Regions from separate parts of the Drosophila melanogaster genome. Here region 2 is linked to region 1. The links are chromatin contacts, called in public Hi-C maps. All regions are on one chromosome and are shown on one strand. The core of a region is the stretch at or near the end of the contact, and the rest is flanking DNA. Distances in the headings are between cores, read along the strand shown. Region 1 holds the start of Cf2 (Chorion factor 2). Region 2 holds the start of Nin (Ninein).

Evidence for each region. Hi-C and Micro-C count contacts between places; a contact is called where the count stands out from the background.
Region 2: a contact with region 1 is called in a Hi-C map of the Kc167 cell line, with 2.3 times the contacts expected there. The contact joins the promoter of Nin here to the promoter of Cf2 in region 1. A contact is called at or near these places in 2 of 107 Hi-C or Micro-C datasets (the Kc167 cell line and the Sg4 cell line).

The regions. Positions count from the first base shown.
Region 1 is chr2L:4,878,897-4,885,620 of dm6, forward strand. It overlaps Cf2 (Chorion factor 2), which reads right to left and starts at 4,211. Exons shown (of 4, transcript NM_175963.3): 1 at 3,969-4,211; 2 at 2,319-3,905; 3 at 1,482-1,576; 4 at 1-300. The coding sequence starts at 3,496. The coding sequence ends at 125. CG3008 reads left to right here and starts at 4,402. Exons shown (of 3, transcript NM_135027.4): 1 at 4,402-4,691; 2 at 4,750-5,443; 3 at 5,495-6,724. The coding sequence starts at 4,751. The coding sequence ends at 6,613.
Region 2 is chr2L:5,275,750-5,281,844 of dm6, forward strand. Nin (Ninein) reads right to left here and starts at 2,799. Exons shown (of 7, transcript NM_164637.3): 1 at 2,185-2,799; 2 at 1,187-1,431; 3 at 763-982; 4 at 1-31. The coding sequence starts at 2,440. Bub1 (Bub1 kinase) reads left to right here and starts at 3,304. Exons shown (of 3, transcript NM_001298693.1): 1 at 3,304-4,522; 2 at 4,579-6,095. The coding sequence starts at 3,611.

The sequences.
Region 1 (6,724 bases), core at 2,961-5,460:
CTGTATCCGTGTCGGCGGACAACGGCGGCGGCGCACCAGGACCAGAAGGATTTGGAGGATGAGTAGGAGGAGGAGGAGCGGCTGGGGCAGGAACGGGTAACTGGCGGCCACCGCCCGGCCTTCCCTAGAGCGGATGCAGCTTGGTCGTGTGCACAGTGAGGGCGCTGCGCTGCGTGAAGCGCTTGTCGCAATACGGACAGGTGTACGGCTTCTCGCCGGTGTGCGTCCGTATGTGCTTGGTCAGATAGTCCTTCACGCTGAAGGACTTCTCGCAGTAACCGCAGTGGAACGGCTTCTCTCCTGCAAAACAGCCACGATTGGCGAAACGGAGAAAGTTGGGATACTCGGTTAGCACATGTCGCTAGCACTTAGCCAGTTTGCTTGGTGCGTGCAGTACCAAAGGTTTGATTGATTGATTGATTGACTGAGAGTGGTGGATGTGTGGGTAGAGTAGATATGTATGCATATCAAATAGGTTTTGCACGTAATCAAACTATATATATATATTGATTATATATTAAATGTGTGTATATATTTGGTTGGTGTTTGTTAAAATGCATTCGAGAAATATTATTACGTAATGAGATGAGGCGGCGGGCGATACGGATTTGGATTATCATATTGCTTGGCTACCCTCACAGAAAGCTTTTGCTGAAAAATAGTTGATGATCTTTTCATATTTTCTCGTTCTGTGAGGGTATGTAAACTGTGACTCATACGATTCGTTATTTGTCGCTAATCGAAGGCGGCAAAAATTCAAGGCCCCGAATGTCACTTGCTGGAAATCGAATAGAAACTCGAACTAGACGCTTGATTATAATCTAAAATTAAGCTTTTGCAATGCAATCAAGATGAAAGATCTTAATATAGAAGCACACATAATCGAAACGTTATATTATTCATTTAATTGCACACTGATTTCACATTAATCATCTCAATTTCTCACTAATTACTATAATTCGATTATTTAGACTGTAATTAACGGAGAATATAATCTAGCAAGTGACATCCTGGCCAGATCTGAATCTTGGCCATTAGGTTGGGGATTTTTGCCGCCTTTTTTGGGCGTGGTTTTCTGCGCAGCCGCTGCGGCGGCTCGAGTCTGATGATCGAGCTTCGGCAGGACGACTGGCAGAGGTGAGAGAGATTGATATTGGTACTGATTGATCGAGATTGATTGATAGAGATTGAGCGAGTTTGTGTATGGCAAATGGAAATGGACTTGCATACAGAGGTTTCTCTTTTTTGAGTATTGCTGTTTTTTTTTTTTTTGCTCATCACGCTGAGGTGACAATTTACTGATCGATTGATTGGTTGATTGAAAAGTCGATTGATTGGTTGAGTTGATTGAGAGCTGATTGACTGACTGAATTGATTTGAAAAATATTGCTTCTCACCCGTGTGAGTCGTTAAATGTTTGTTCAGGTAATCCTTAACAGTGAACGCCCTGCCACAATAGCCACATCTAAATGGTTTCTCACCTGTATGTATGCGAGTGTGCTGTTTTAGTGTATTCGATTGAGTGAAGGACTTGCCGCAGTAGGAGCACGTGTAGGGGCGTTCTTTGGGCGTGGCGCTGTCGGAGTTGCGGTTCGGAGAGTGGAGATTCGAGAGTTAACAATTATTTATATTCATATTCACAAAATACCGCGCAGAAACGGAGAGGAAAAAGATACAGAGAGAGAGAGAGAGAGAGAGTGGGCGCGGGAGAAAAGAAAGAAATTTAAATTATATTATTAGTAACACTCGATTTAAAAATAAGTTGCAAAACAAACGACACACGAACGCATGGGCCTCGTCCCAGAGCTTCGAGGGCGCGCCCATGCGCCCAGCTGGCCCGAAGGAAATCAAAAATAATATATATATATATATATATACAAGGTGGTAAGATTATTGGGGTTAGTTCGGCGATCACGCCGCCCCAGTCGCAAAGGAAGACCCACAAAAAACTACGTGGGTATCCCCCCCTTTGAGCTAGAGCGGGCAATGCCTTGGAATGAATAACAGGTAATCCGGCAATGAGCTAGGAAGCATTCTTATCTTAAAGCATTGCAACTGAAAGCTTTCCTGGATGCAAAGACACTTAATCTTGTTGAGATTACACTGCGATCTATACTATATCTATCAATATTTTATAAATTCTTCTTTGCACGACAATATCCCATCACTTCTAACTAACTAACAAACTAACTACTATCATTAAAATATCTATAAGATCATCAAATGCCAGTTACTCGACTAGAGCTTTTAAAGTCGCTGTCCAGTAGCTATCATTGCCGGAATACCCAGTCCGTAAGATGCATATAAAATGGATTTACTCTGCTTCGCCTGTGTGTATCTTGCGGTGCATGGCCAGCGTGCCGGGCGTCTTGAAGGTCTTTGGACAATCCGGACATTTGTGCCGGATCTTGTGCGCCAGATCGGCAGGTACCGTTTGTGTGCCGACTAGCACACCCGAACTGGCCGGAGCGGGTACACCGGGATTGGCTTGTATGGCATAGACAGGCACAGAGTTGACAACATCACCACTGTCGCTCAGGCTGAGTGGCTCCTCCTTGATAATGACCTGCGGATGCGACACAATGGCGCCACCGTTGGCGTTCTTGTTTAGCTTGACGGTGAGTGGTGGCACCTTCAGCGCCACCTGGTCGCCGGCGAGATCCTGATCCTGCTGGTGATGGTGCACCTGCTGCTGTTGCGCCTGCTCCTGCATTTCACGCTGCTGCTGCTCCAGCAGTTCCTGCTGCTGCTGCTGCTGCTGTTGTTGTTGTTGGTGCTGTTGCTGATGGTGGTGCTCCGCCTGCAGTTGCTGCTGATGGTGCTGCTCCTCGGGCGTCAGTCTCATATCACGGGGCGCCATTGCCGGCAGCTGATCGTCGGGCGTCACCGCCGCCTCCTGCTGTTCCATAAAGCCCTGCTGTCCGGCAGCCAGCATGGCGGTGGTGCAAATGGAGCCGCACTGCGTGCATTTGTACTCGTTGGGCTGCTGGGTGGCCGAGTGGATGCCATAGATGCTGCACATAAGGCAGCGGGACAGGAAGGCGGGCGTCTGATGGGCCAGCCGATGGTGTTCGTCTAAATCGACGGCGTTGCCAAACTTTTCATCACAATTGAAGCAGGGGTGGCTGAGCTTGGGGTGCTGCTGTGCCTGCGGATGACCGCCGTCCAGCGTGGCAATGGCTCCCTGGGCGTTCAGCGTGATCCCGTGGCACAGCTGCATGTGATCCGCGACGTGCTGCGGTCGCTCAAACTGCTGGTGACACATGGGACAATAGTGCGGCGACACGTGCACATTGGGGTCCATGCTGAGATTGGGCAGAAAGGCTGTCTTCAGGGTGTCCATGTTGGCTATCACGGTGGCCACTTGGTGCGTGGGCGTGGCTGGGGCGGCGGTGGAGGTGGTGGCTGAGGAGGGGGGCGGCGGCGGCGGCGCTGGCGACTGATCCTCGGGGCGTGGCAGACGCTGTTCCTGTGGATTCGTGGTGGACTTTATCATTTCACTTCCGCTGGCGCTTGGAGAGTAATCGCTTCTTTTGGTTTGACTTGGTTAGTGGGCAGGAGCAGGAGCAATTGGCGGTTAAAGAAGGCGATATGCGCTGCAGGAGTAATAAAAATCATAATTACAGGCGGCCACAAGCGAATGTATGTGCAAGCGTGTGGGTGTGTGCTGGTGTGTATGTGTGTGTGTGTTCTTTGAGTCTGGCAGTCGCAAATTAGCAGGAACGAATTCGGAAATCACAAATTCACGAAATCTTCAGTCCCGATCTTCTGCATTTGACCCCCAATGTCCCCCCACAGCGGCTGGCGAAGAAGAGGAAGAAGGAGGAGGAGATGAAGAAGAAGAGGAGCGGGCAGCAGCAGCGGCAATGCGTTCGAATTGAAAATTTTTTTCAGTCTGTCATATTCTAAATTCGGAATTCTATTTTGATTGCTTTTTCGGTCTCTCGTTTTGTTTCCATCTTTCTTACCAGCGCACTGAATATTTACTGCACCTTGTTGTTGCTGGCGGCCGTTCGATTTTGTTGTATTTGGAGCGGGGGTCACGAAAATGCTGGGGCGGCCAATCAGTTTAATAACATTTTCTCCTTTGTACAACAAATAAACGTATATTAACAAAAAAAATTTTTCACTTTTATTATTATTTTTGGCGAAAAATGTACAACTACAACAAAAAGTATCGATTACTGGCATCGAAACTACGATGGCAACGTCGCTCTAGAACTGACGATGTGGCAACGCCCTTGCTAACGATATATTTTTCTGCCTTTTCCTAAAATATGACAAATAAAACGTTTTCTAAGTATGCAAATTAAAGTATAATATAACTTTAACTTAACGTTATAAAAATTGTAAGCAAAGCTTTCGATATTAGGAGTTCTTCTATTTCCAAATTTATCGGGTCTATCGTTCTGCGATAGCTCGATACTTTCATAAGCTGATAATTTCACAACAATTGGAAAAAGGATTGTTTGGAGAAATACAATAGAAATATTATTGCAACAAGGGTTGCAATTGGCTTCCCCTTATATTGGTCATCTATAGTGCCAAAACTGTCACTTGTCCTCCACCGCGGACATATCAGAGTCCACCTGCAACCCGCCGTTGGTCAGGATTTGGACAGAGGCTTGTTTGTAAACTGCCACAATTACCACCGATATAGAACTCGATCTTCTCAAGCCAAGTTCCAATAGGTTTGTGGAATCACAGCACCAAATTGTGATCTATATTGACTCTCTTTCGATTGTGCAGAATGTCGTCGCCATGGGTTAAGACCAGCGAGCCTGTGCAGCAGGTGAATCTGGCGGATATAATGTCGGAGCAATATGCCCACAAGTTGCACGACAAGGAGCTGCAGCGCCACACGGAGAAGCTGAAAAGACCGGACGAACAGATAGCACCCGTTTGGGGGTCGCAAGCCTCATCCCCGCCAGCGCCCAATGCGCAGAGTATCCAAAGTGATGCGGAGGATTGGGAGGATTACTCTGCGCTCCTCAATGACGAAGGAAACGTAGCGGAGGACATTCAGCTGCCGGAAGACAGCGATGCAGTTATTGCCCAGCTGTTGCAGTCCCAGTTCGATCACGAGTACAATGAGGAATTGCGTCGTATCGAGCGGCAGCAAAACAAGCAATCCAAGGTCACTGTTACCCTCAATAAGTTCCTACGTGATGGCGATGCAGAGTTCTTGCACGACACCGCGGAAGATGACTACGAAGAGGATGAATTGGAGCAACAGAAGCACGACTGGGATCGGTTCGAGGACAATGAACGGCAGCTTGACTCCATACCTCGCTGCGGCTTTAAAGTTAACAAGGAGGGCGAGATGATAACAAAGCACGATCCGCAGCTGTGCGCCGTGCGTAATGCCCAGCGCGTGATGTCCTTTCCGCCGGAGTTTCCCACCGGTGATGCTGCCGGTTTCGACATGAAGCTCTCCAATAAGGTTAGAAGCGGTCAGTTTTAAGCGATAATAAGACTTAAACGTACCTTTCAGGTGTTTAACCAACTACGAGCCCATTCTCGACGAGGCCGCTCCGACAAGCACGAGAAAGTGGCCACCGCGGAGATGGGATTGGATGCGGGTACACGTTTGCTGCTGTACAAGCTGATCAATAACCAAATACTGGAGCAGATCAACGGCATTATATCCACGGGCAAGGAGGCGGTCATCTTGCACGCCAATTCCGATGCGAACTATACGGGCAGCAACGAGCATGGTCACCAGAGTGGTGTGCTCGTTCCACCGCAGCTTTTGCCCCGGGAGTGTGCCATTAAAATCTTTAAAACCACGCTCAACGAGTTCAAGCAGCGCGATAGATACATCAAGGATGACTATCGGTTCAAGGATCGCTTTAGCAAACAAAACCACCGAGTGATTATCAATATGTGGGCCGAGAAGGAGATGCATAATCTGATGAGGATGCAAGCCATTGGCCTAAACGTTCCAGACGTTGTTGTGCTGAAGAAGCACGTGCTGGTAATGCGGTTCATCGGTGACAATCATAACGCTGCGCCCAAGTTAAAGGATGCCCGTCTGAGCGACGCGGAGCTGAGTTGCGCCTACGAAGAGATTGTGGCCGCGATGCACAAGTTGTACAATGAGGCGAAGCTGGTGCACGCCGATATGAGCGAATATAACATACTCTGGTTCGAGGGCAAGTGCTGGTTTATTGACGTGGCCCAGAGTGTCGAACCGAAGCATCCCAGTGCCCTGGAGTTCCTGATGAGGGATTGCGGCAACATTGTTAACTTCTTTGAACGACGCGGCCTGCCCAACATTTACACCAAGGAGCAGTTGTTCGAGTTTATTACGGGTCTCAATTCAGAGGTCCACACCGCCGCTCAGCTGGAGCAGATCCACACGCGTGGCGCTTCCATTAGCCAAGCCACTGCTCCGAATCAGGAGGAGTGCCCCGACGAACTGAAACCCTTGGAGTATCCCTTTGAGCTGGCCTGGGAAAAATCACAACAAGATCGCGCTGCTCAAAAGGCTCTGCAGCAAGCGCAGGATAATAACGATAACAAAACCGACACGGATAAGGATCAAGAGACCGATGACAATGAGAATGATAGTGACGACAAGGAAAAGATTAACAAAACTGCCAACCATTGAAACTTCTAAAGTGTGGACTCATTTAGTTTAGTTTTAAATTGATATTAACAGTTTGGTCACAGAGATTCCATAGTAAAAGATATGATGCTTGTAGTCAAGTAACTTGACTAT
Region 2 (6,095 bases), core at 1,549-4,048, 400 kb after region 1:
ATCGTCTCCAATTGCTGCGGCGTCACGGTGTCTGTAAATCATGGCAATTAACAATTAGCGTGGGACGAATGAGATTGGCTTCGCTGTTGTATATACACATTTATTATACATATAGCCCAAGATACCAGGTGGGTGTGGGATTGGATTGGGATTGGGAGTGGGGAAGGGTGTGTGTGTGTGTCGATGGTGTAAGCAAAAGCGCCGAAAGTTTGTTATTTCTCTATATCAAATGGCTTTTCGAAATGAGAAATTTTTGGCGTGTTATTTTAAGAGGTAGAAACTAATAAATCAAGAAAATAGAACAAATTATAAGTAAATATCCTTTCTAACTGAAATTGATTTATATGAAATCCTTAATTAAATTGATTGTCAATGCATTACAGCATTACTAAGGGTTGAAAATGTAGGATATGTGATTATACGAGTAAATAGAACGAATCAAATGTGCGGCTACATAGGGTGCGATTAGATACCGAATGACTGGGTTGGGGATTCGGTGGGTGTGAGGGTGTTGACAATTGCTTCAGAGCGCACAAACCTTTGCAGCATGACCAACGGCCGCCGTGGTAGCATCTCCAGTGCTCGGACGACGGTGCGGGATTGGTGGCCAGGCGATGGCCTACGGTGTGTACCGACAAACAAGTGTTTTGCTTTTAACATTGCTTCAAACGTAATTTTGGCATTTTGGGCTAACAACAACAGAGGGTGGCAGGGACAAGGGGGATCGGCTAGCCAAAGCTGGTCTGGCCAGAGGAAACTTACCCAGTGATTCCACGCTGCTGCTGTGCTGCGCCTGGCTCTGGATGGAAAGCTGTTTCAACTTGGCCGCTGCCGTCGGTGATGTAGTGGCTCCCGTGGTGTTGCTGTTCATCTTCCGGCGTGCTGGCAGTGAAGCACAACGCTTCAGTTTGCTCCCGCTGGTGTGGACGGACCGCAGACGCCGGCTGCCAGGAAGATCGCTCTGGGACGAGGAACGTTGCACCTGTGTGGTTTGGAAAAATAAGATGCTTATGATGATCATGATGTATATTTAAGATAATTTGTTTGCTTTGGTAGTGCTACTTAGGCATGCTCTACTGTATCAGCAATAATAACGATTAAACAAAATCTGTTTACTATGCAATTTTGCATACATAACCAGAAGTTGTATCGCCACTTCGTACGTGACTTGACAAACGACACTCACCTGAACTCCCAGCTCATCGCATCCGTTGAGGCTTCGCTGATTTTGCTGCTGCTGCAACTGGTCCTCGTCCGTATTGTCCGAGTCCGTGACGGATAACTCGTAGATTCCCTGCTGTGGCCTAGACCGGCGACCGTATTTCTTGGTGCCCACGACGAGTTTGGGTGAAACCTCGCGATCGGAAGACTCCGGCGGACTCTCGATGTATGTGTTGTTTAGCGGCTCATCCGTAATCACCAGTGAACGCTCTGGAAGATTCAATAGATATAAGTTAGCAGAGAACTGGAAGAGTTGTATGGATCTTAGGTGGCTACCAAAACGAGCGGCTAGCTTCTCAATTATCGGATCTGTTAACTGACCGCCGGATCGGCGGTAATACAATCGTGTTCCCATTTTGATTTAGACTAAACTGCCCAGGTGAATGTGTCGCGTATTTATACAGGACATTGTAACCATCTACCTGATAAGGATCATGCAGGATCAGGTAGTCGAGAACAGTTGGGAGTCGTAAAAAAGTGTCAATTGCATCTATGATTTTATGATCGCCAGCTGCCGCCGTGCTAATCCGCGTGCTGATTATGATATTCGTACCCTAAGGTGTCCTAAATTTGCCCAGAAGTTTCCAAATCAGATAAGCGGAGGTTTGAAGTAAATGTGCATAATCCTTGCAAATTAGCACGTAGATGGTAGCACTTCTTTGAGTATTAAGTAATGGCTTTGTTCATCTATAGACTGCTAGAAATGTGTTCATTAGATCAGTGTTTTATTAATAGGGAAACCCACACGGTTCCAAATCCGTGTCAAAATTGAATTACTATCTCTAATAAGTGGCTGGCAAACATTCCGTAATTATCTGATGTTGCTTGATGGGTAATTAAAGCGCAATTACAGATAAAACGTATGTTGTTTTATGCGAACCTGTCGCGTTAGCTTATAGCAAATATTATCTTTATACTATATAAGTTAATCTATAGCGTGATCGATTCTTTGTGCTATCTCACCAATGAAACCCGATGACGTATTACCATCGAACTCGGAGCCCAGGAAGTTGAGTAGCGCCTCCTTGAACTGGCCAAAGGACACGCCCAGCTGATGGCTGCCGCCCAGGCTGGCGATCAGTGCGGATCCCTGATCCCGGAGCTCCAGCAGTGAGCAGAGCTTCAGCAGGGACTTCTCGTCCAGAAGTCCACACTGCGTCTCGCAGCTGCGGAACATTTGGTAGAGCTTCTGCTCGTACGGATCGGCGGATACCTCCATTATCCGTAACCCGGGGAATTCAGTTTGCTGCCGTTCCAATCGATCGGCTGCTCAATTGCGTTTTCACTTCGCTTTTTTTTTCTTGGGGGGAAAATCCACAAACGCAGTCAGGGGTCGAAAACAAGAAAAGTGAAATATCGGGGTCTATGTGCGTGGGTGGCGGGGGAATCACGCGTGTTTTTTGGACAGCAGGCTGTTTGAGGGGTTACTAATACTACTAATCTATGATATGCACTTCGGAACGCAACATAAACACTCGCGGGTTTGCGGTTTTTTTGGGAATAGCGTAATTTCTAGCGAGTTGATAAAAAACAATAATGCAGTAATAGCGAGCACGGTGGCGCGCTCTGGAGGGCATTAAGCAAACTTGCATCGGAGGTGGCACTATCGTGGACCATTGTTCCTATCGTTATACAACTATCGTTTAGGATTTGAATATTTATATTACAAAATAAATAGATAACAAGGGAGAACGTAATGCCATATAATAAATCGCTAACTTTACTTGGAAAGCTTCAGCTCCAACCAGACCCCTTATTAAAGTAGAAAACTTGACATAAATTGAAATCATCCGATTAACATGTTGTTTTCCAATAATAGATTATAATTATACAAAAAGTATATCAAATAGGAAGTGCTTCATAGCACACACACATATATTGTGCGTCATTCAAACTACAATAATTTAAAACAAAGAACCCTATAGTTTTATTAATAAAATTGAACTTTGGCAACAAATAAATAAATAAAAAGTAAAGTTGTACAAAAAATTGCTTTTGTTTAAAAATTCCCAACAACACGTTTCTATCGCACTATCGATAACCTTGTGCATAGCCATCGTCAACAGTGACAGCCAATGGTTCTATCGATTGTTTGGCAGCACTAATAAATTCCATTTGCAAGCTGAAAAGCAAGAAAAAATACAAAATATCTTTGAGCATTGCAAACTGTTGAAAAATCCAACTGAAAATCATGTGTATGTGCCACCAGTGACAGCCGAAGACGCCGAGGGATTAACTGAGTTAGTGGACCCTAACCAGTCCAATCGGCAAGGGGCACTACATTCCGCAATCCGAGACTTTTTGGTGGTGACCCGTAGAAACCACAGTCTCGCATTCATTTGTTTGCATTACGGCGCAGCGGGATCAGAGGATTCCGCGTCCGGCCGAGATGGCCATGCACTCGTACATGCGCCAGGGATCGGGTTCCGGAGGAGGAGCAGGAGCAGTCGCAGCTGGAGCACCGCCGCTGGCCAGCCCGGACGAGATGCACGGCTTCCTGAACGACAAGCAGGCTTGGGAGCACGCCATATCCCTGTACCAGGGTCCTGATCCACTCGATCATTGGTACAACTACATCTGCTGGTACGAGAATCACGCGCAAAGCGATCCGGAGCTAAAGTACCGCGAAACTCTGGAGCGCTGCCTGACGGTGTATGAGCACAATGACTACTATCGCCAGGATGTCCGTTTGGTGCGGCTGTGGCTGAAGTACATAGCCATGCAAACGGATCCACTCCATTTCTACCAGGTGCTTTTTCAGCGAGGAACTGGTCGCCAGGTGGCCGCCTTCTACATTGGATGGGCTGCCTATTACGAGTCTCGCGAGGAGTATAAGGATGCGGAGGCGGTGTTTAACTTGGCCTTCCAGGAGAAGGCGCAGAGCACTTCCGAGCTGCAGCACGCCCACACCAAGTTCGCCTATGCCAGGTCTCTTTTTTACCAGCGGCAACAGCAGCAACAACAGCAACAACAGCAGCACCAGCAACATCCCCCGCAGGATGCACTGCAGCAACTCACGAACTATGCACAGCAGCAGATGCCACAGAGCTATAATCAACACCGTCCCCAGCCATATCAGCAGAATGTCTATCAGCAATATCATCCGCAGGCGCAGGCACATCAAGCCCCACAGCCTCATCAGCCGGCGCCACAACAGCAACTGCCGCCAGAACAACAGGTCCCCTATCAGACACACTACCAGGAGCGGCCGCGCTATGAACCACATCCTGCAACTCAGTCCCCAACAGCAATACCACCATCCCAAGTCCAGCAACAATCGCATTATGCTCCTGTGGCAGAGGTGAGCATTAAATTTAATATCAAAGCTACTTGATAAATACTCCTTTTTTGTTTTAGTCCCATTATGCACCAGCCCAACAGTCACAGTTGCCGCCGCAACAAACTACAGTACCGCAGTTGCACGCACAGCAGCCGCAGCAGCAACAAAACGGCAACGGCAATCCACCTCCTCAACAAAGTCCTCCGGTGACAAATGAAGTGGCTGGCCTACGCTTGCCGCGCAATTTCCACGCCTACGGGCGCAACAACCATGAGACATGGAAGCCGGCTCTAACGCTTGAAGAGCCTGATGATCCCTCGCGCGTGTGCCACTATGCCAAGCAGTTGGTATATCCACCAGGAGCAGGCGTCGAGTACAGTCCCGAAGAGATACTAGCCCGCAAGTTTAAGCAGTTAATGGATCAAAAAGCCAAGCCATCGGAGCCGCCAGAACAAGAACAGCAAACTCTTTATGATTCCTACGAAACTGAGAAATCTTACTATATGACTGCTGTGGATGGAGCTCTTTACGGGCAGAACACCAGCAGTGGTCAGGAGAATACAGGTGAGGAAGATGAGGACAATGACGCCGAGGAGGGAGAAGAGGAGGAGGATGGTGGTGAAGAGAACGAGGAAGATGACTCTGATGAAGAGGAGGAAGACGATGAAGAGGAAGAGGAGCATAGCGGACCGTACACAAATGGCGTGCAGTTCAGTGCGCAAACCACTTTCGAGCAAGAAAATCGATCGATTAAGATCAAGTTCAGGAAGGAGCCCAGCAGCACCTACAGTGCCTATACCATAGAGAATGTTTACCAGCAACAACAGCAGCAGCAGCAGGAGCAGCATCAAATAATCCATCAGCCTCCGCAGGCAGTACATCATCCTTCGCCGGACCCGGCACCTGCTTCTCCGATTCCCATCCAGCGTCAACGCAACGGAAGCCACCACCACTTCCATCCCTACATGCTGGGCCAGACCTCGACGCCGAAGAGCGAGGCGAATGGCTATCGCAGGGCACGCACCAAAGTTAAGCGCAGCAAGTTCCAGCCGGATCTCTGCAGCAACAGCAACTCGGCATCCTCGGTGGCTGATGTGGCCTCGAGTAGTGTGCTCGCCGGAGCACCTGGCACATTTAATGACAATGCAAACTTTTCGTTCTCCAGTGCCACAGCTTTGGATAACTCAAATAGCTCGCTGGCCTTGGCTGTTGATAGACTTAACTTCCGCGACACATCGCAACAGCAGATCCTCCATCCGGTCAATAAGACCTTACAAATTCACAACAACAACAATAACACCAGCAACAACAATAATGGCACTAGCACCATGGCCGATTTCTCCACATTTCAAGAGAACTCGTACTTCGCCACTCAGCACGACACGGAGGCCCAGGAGCGTCGGCTATCGAAGGCCGTTGAAACGATAGCCCGCCACATGGACAAGGAGGCCATCGATCCGTTCAACAGCGAACTGTGCCGCGCTTTTCTCGCCAAGCTAGATTTTCCGGGTAATCACGATGCCCATGCCAGTTACAAGATTGTCCAAACGCCACTGCCAAAAATATCCAACACTCGCACGCTGAACGTCCTGGA